2 separate regions of the Pan troglodytes genome follow, and region 2 is linked to region 1. The links are chromatin contacts, called in public Hi-C maps. All regions are on one chromosome and are shown on one strand. Each heading gives the region's core, a stretch centred on a gene start, on an enhancer-like site or on the middle of the called end of the contact. The rest is flanking DNA. Distances are from core to core; before and after follow the strand shown.

Region 1 (2,704 bases), core at 93-2,592:
GCGGCTGGGCTCCAGGGGCTTGGGTCTAACAGTGCTGATCATGACCACGGCGGTGTGGAATGGTCACTGGGAGAGGCTGAGCTCAGGGGCTTGGGTCTAACAGTGCTGATCATGACCACGGCGGTGTGGAATGGTCACTGGGAGCAGCTGGTCTCGAGGGGCTTGGGTCTAACAGTGCTGATCATGACTACGGCGGTGTGGAATGGTCACTAGGGAGCAGCTGAGCTCGAGGGGCTTGGGTCTAACAGTGCTGATCATGACCACAGGGTGTGGAATGGTCACTAGGGAGTGGTTGAGTGAGGGGCTTGTGTCTAACAGTGCTGATCGTGACCACGGCGGTGTGGAATGGTCACTGGGAGCGGCTGGGCTCGAGGGGCTTGTGTCTAACAGTGCTGATCATGACCACGGCGGTGTGGAATGGTCACTGGGAGTGGCTAAGCGAGGGCCTTGGGTCTAACAGTGCTGATCATGACCACAGACGTCACATGGTCACTGGGAGCGGCTGAGCTCCAGGGGCTTGGGTCTAACAGTGCTGATCATGACCACGGCGGTGTGGCCTGGTCACTGGGAGTGGCTGAGCTCGAGGGGCTTCGGTCTAACAGTGCTGATCATGACCACAGCGGTGTGGAATGGTCACTGGGAGCGGCTGAGCTCCAGGGCCTTGGGTCTAACAGTGCTGATCATGACCACAGACGTCACATGGTCACTGGGAGCGGCTGGTGTCGAGGGGCTTGCGTCTAACAGTGCTGATCATGACCACGGCGGTGTGGAATGGTCACTAGGGAGAGGCTAAGCGAGGGCCTTGGGTCTAACAGTGCTGATCATGACCACAGGTGGGACATGGTCACTAGGGGGCGCCACATCCCGCTTTCCTACCCTAACCGCCTCCTCCCCCCTCAACTTTCTTCCAGCTGGGGCGCTTTGCATTTGTGGCTATTGGTGCGTGTGAACAAGCGCTCCTTGCGCCCCACAGGGCCTCTCCCCTGCTGTGGCCCCGCCTGGACCGCGCTTCCTGAACTGCCCTTGGAAGTTCCCCTCTTTCCTCGCGGCTCAGCTTCTCCGTCCACTTACTCGCCCGTGTTTATCGGGCACGCACTTCCTGCCAGTGGCTCTGCTAAGCAAGGGGACACGGCGGTGACCTCGACAGGCAAAATCTCTGCCCTCACGGGGAGTGGGAGTGGTTGGGGGGGGGGGACACACAGAGATGATGACTGAAGAGACAAAAAGAGACCCCTGGGGGTGAGACATGGAGGAAGTCCTGGGCATGGGCAGGTGTGACAGGCAGCTGTGTGGGAGGCGGGTCCCAGGGGAGTGAGATCCAGACAGACGTGGGCAAGAGGAAGGGGACCCTCCACCCAGCTCATTTCCTGCTCTGAAGGCCGCAGTCTGTATCCCTGAGGGCAGGGACTAGTGTGTCTGCCCCGCTGCATCCCCAGTGCCTGGAGCGGACACCGAGTCGAGGGCGACTCCGCCAGGCGGCCACGGTGTCAAAGCAGCTCCGGCGTGGGGCCCGACTGTCCTGAGTTTGAATCGGGTTCTCCATTTACTGAGCGTGTGATCTAAAGTGAGTGGCTTCACTTCTCTGAGCTGGCTTGCTTCTCTGTGACCAGCGACATCCAGCCATGTCTAAACAGTGTGGGCAAAGCCAGGCAGCTGAAACCAACTTTGCTGTGTCTTGTTTTAAGTCCTGGAGAAGTCCCTTCCCTCTGAGCCTGCTTTCCCGTCTGTAGAGTGGAGGGTTAAAAGAGGTTGTTTTGTTTTGTTTTGTTTTGTTTTTTGAGATGGAGTCTCACTCTTTTGCCCAGGCCGGAGCGCGGTGGCACTATCTCGAATCACTGCAACCTCTGCCTCCCGGATTCAAGCAATTTCCTGCCTCAGCCTCCCAAGTAGCTGGGATTACAGACACCCACCCCCACGCCCAGCTAATTTTCATATTTGTAGTAGAGACGGGGTTTCGTCATGTTGGCCAGGCTGGTCTCAAACTCCTGACCTCAGGTGATCGGCCCGCCTTGGCCTCCCAAAGTGCTGGGATTACAGGCGTGAGCCACCGCGCCCGGTCTAAACAAGGTATTAGTGAAGCACCTGACACACAGTGGTGCACATTGAACCGTCACCTTGCTCCCCAGGGTCCCAGCTATCAGCCATATCCAAGCCCTCACTGCGGAGAGTAGATAGGAGACAGTCACTTCATACATTCTAGGGGACATGATAAGCGTCTGACCTCTGGGGAGGGTGATACAGCCGGATCTGTTGGGATCCAAACGCACATTCCTCTTCATCTTACAGTTCCTGTCAGGACAAGCAGCACAGGGTGTGGGTCGGATTTGGTGCTACTGCTGCATTGCTACAGTAGCAGAAGACTAGAAACAGGCAGACTGCACGTCAGTCAGGAATTAAACACTGTGTCTGCACAAAGGAACACTTTGAAAGTGTTTTTTAAAATAAGAAATGTAGATAGGGCTCTTTGGAACAATCATAGGTAGATACATAAATAGGTATAGTTGATAGATACATAGATAGCTAAAGATAGATGACAGATAACAGATAGAGTACACAAATAGATTATTGAGAGATAATAGATGGTGAAGATAGGAAGATCACAGATATGTACTATGAAGGTAGATGATAAATTGATACATATCTATGTAAGTAGATAATAGATGATATACATGGATGATATAGATTATAGATGATAGACACATGG
Region 2 (2,700 bases), core at 31-2,530, 180 kb after region 1:
TAATTTTTAAATGTTTTTATAGAGACAGTGTCTCACTATGTTGCCCAGGCCAGTCTCAAAGTCCTGAGCTCAACTGATCTTCCTGCCTTGGCCTTCCAAAGCGCTGGAATTACAGATGTGAACCAGCACACCTGGGGAAGAATTGTTTTTTATATTTTTAAAGTGTGGTAATATGAGCAAACCAGAGAAGAATATCCAACATAGACCAAATAGCCTGCAAAACCTAAAATATATATTCTCTGCTCCTTTGTGGAAAAAAGCTTTCTGACCTCCAAAATAAAGATTTATTGACCACAACATGGGCCTAACTATAAAGAAAAAAGAATTCTGAAGCACACCTAGGGAGGAAGGTTTCTCAGAGGAATGGGAATCCATTGACAAATTTTAAAGAATGGAGCAGCACAATTGGGTTTACCTAATTTAAAGCTCAACATGCCTGTCAAGTGATAATGGATTGGAAGAGAGGATATGGGAGCAATCAAGATTCTCTTATGGTTTTCTGGGAGAGAAAAAGGAGAACTGATGGATTCAGGTGCACCTACCCAAACCTGACTTGAGCAGGTGAGAGGCTGTAACAACGCAAACGTTGGGGCCGCCCAGGAGAAAAAGGATTACACCACCCAAAATTGGGTTTGAATGTTAAGACTGAGGACACACACATACCCACACTCCAAGAGGGTATGAAGCTTATTACATAACAGGATTTCTGAAGAGAGCAGAGTGGGCTTTCCCAAGCTGGTCTGAATGTGGCTTGAGAGGGCAGAGAAAGGAGGCTGGTTTGGGGTTGGGGTTTTATGGTGCTTAGGGGATGGGCCACAGCCAGGGGTACTACACAGGGTTTGAACTCCCCACTGGCACTAGAAGAGGGAGTACCCAGGTTTTCTAATCAGCTTGTCCAGCTGTGGGGTGATAAGAAACAAACATCAAACATGGTTAAACTTTTAATAATCCCAAGGAAAGAGCAAGTCAAAAGTGGAGGTATGAACCTCAATGTCTGGGTGAGGCCTCTGGTTGGGCAAGGGTGGGACCATGGTCACCGGGGAAATAGGAGGCAGCCTTCTGGGGTCCAGGGGCCAAGGCTGGTGGCTGGAGTATGGAAAGGCCTGTGGTAAGGCAGCCACAGGCAGGAGCTGGGGTCGTGAACACGCCAGGGGGCCCCATTCACGTGGGGCTGACAAGGCCAAAACAGGAGCAAGAAGAAAGACAAGATGGCGACGCAGTGGCGCCCCTTCCTCCTGGGATATCCCTCCCACCCCCTCTAGTGGCAGAGCCTAGCACTGCGCTCCCTGCAAAGTTGCCAGGACAGCTCCGTGATTGCAGGGCCGGCACTGAACCTGTGGACTTAGAAGCTGGGAGGCAATTGACTGGTAACTGACACAGAAGCCCTGTTCCTTTCCCTTGCAGAGGTGTGAGCCTATAGGTTCAGTTACTCTGGAGGCTGAGGTGGGAGGATCACCTGAGCCTGGGAATTTTGAGGCTGCAGTGAGCTGTGATTGTGCCACTGCACTCCAGCTTGGGTGACAGAGCAAGAGGCTGTCTCAAAAAAAAAAAAAAAAGTCCTCTGGATGGTCAGGAGAGCAACAGAAGGTGGGCGGGGAGGGGGGGTGGAGGGGGAGAGAAAAAAAGATGGAGAGAGAAATTTGTGGACCCCAAGAATATAGCTCACCTAGAAAGGTTGGAACACCTGAAATGGAAGTAGTGGCTTGTCCACAGGATCATAGAACTTGTAAAAGAATCCCGTGCACCAAATAAAGCATGCAAATAACAGGAAAATGCCAGAAAGCTGAACACCTGGGTGGCAGTCTGTGCACCCCAGTGAAGGAACGTGAACAAGCGGCTCCCATCGGTGTGCTGGCAAGACACACACTGGCGGGAGGTGAGGGTTGTGATATTAAGAAGGACTGAGGTGAACAGTTTTTAATGTTGGGATGTCAACAGAATGAGGACGCGTGGGGAGACGTTATCTGGTGTTATAGACACTAAATACATTTTTTTTTCTTACAATAAGAAGTTGAAGATCTGAGTGGATGAGAACTGGAGAAAGTAGGGATGCAGTGTCTCTTCGTGAATTCAGGTTTTGCACGGGGTAAGGTGGCTGTGTCTAAGCCGGTGCCACTAGCATCATACGCACCCAGCTTATGTTAAAAATTTAAAGTTAGAATGATTTTATAGCTAATTTGTATAGTTATGAGAGATGTCCAGCAGATGGCAGAAAAGATCTTGTTCTAACAGATAACAGCTAGATGGTTCTGCTTCTGTTTGACATTAAACATAACCAAAGCGTCAAACAACAGAAAAGGTTATCTAACTGATATACCAGTGAATGAGCATCTTTTTTTTTTTTTTTTTTTTTTAAAATAAATCTTCCTCTCCTGTTAGTGTGAGGCTAAATTTGGTGGTTCATATGATGGTTCACTCGATCTGACATTTTTTTCTTGTACTCTACTAGAATGTATATTTAAATTTTATAATGAAATATTTTATTATTATACAAATCATTGTTGTTAGTCCCAAAGTATTACATAAAGATAAACTGTGGTCGCTATATATAATTACATTCTAATTAGTGTATAGACTATTTTATTTATTATACAATTTCAGGAGGAGACCAATGTTTTCATCATCTTACCTATTAGTTGTAGCAAATTCTAGGATAAACTGCTAACATTATTATATTATTTTTTCTAGTGTCAAATGAGG

Evidence for each region. A called contact is a pair of places that touch in the nucleus more often than the background predicts.
Region 2: a contact with region 1 is called in a Hi-C map of stem cell-derived neural progenitor cells, with 4 times the contacts expected there. The contact joins two enhancer-like sites. A contact is called at or near these places in 1 of 7 Hi-C or Micro-C datasets (stem cell-derived neural progenitor cells) and 1 of 1 other capture datasets (stem cell-derived neural stem cells).

Annotation. Positions count from the first base shown.
Region 1 is chr20:59,024,234-59,026,937 of NHGRI_mPanTro3-v2.0_pri, forward strand. No RefSeq gene overlaps it. Among named protein-coding and RNA genes, the nearest start is that of ZNF787, 42 kb to the right of the region's middle. Within about 2 kb of position 1,343, at least 11 of the 24 cell types and tissues checked have an H3K27ac peak or open chromatin away from gene starts, as enhancers often do. A contact at or near this core is called in stem cell-derived neural progenitor cells and stem cell-derived neural stem cells, where this site is marked.
Region 2 is chr20:59,199,686-59,202,385 of NHGRI_mPanTro3-v2.0_pri, forward strand. It overlaps a transcript of ZSCAN5A not described here. Among named protein-coding and RNA genes, the nearest start is that of EDDM13, 20 kb to the right of the region's middle. Within about 2 kb of position 1,281, at least 3 of the 24 cell types and tissues checked have an H3K27ac peak or open chromatin away from gene starts, as enhancers often do. A contact at or near this core is called in stem cell-derived neural progenitor cells and stem cell-derived neural stem cells, where this site is marked.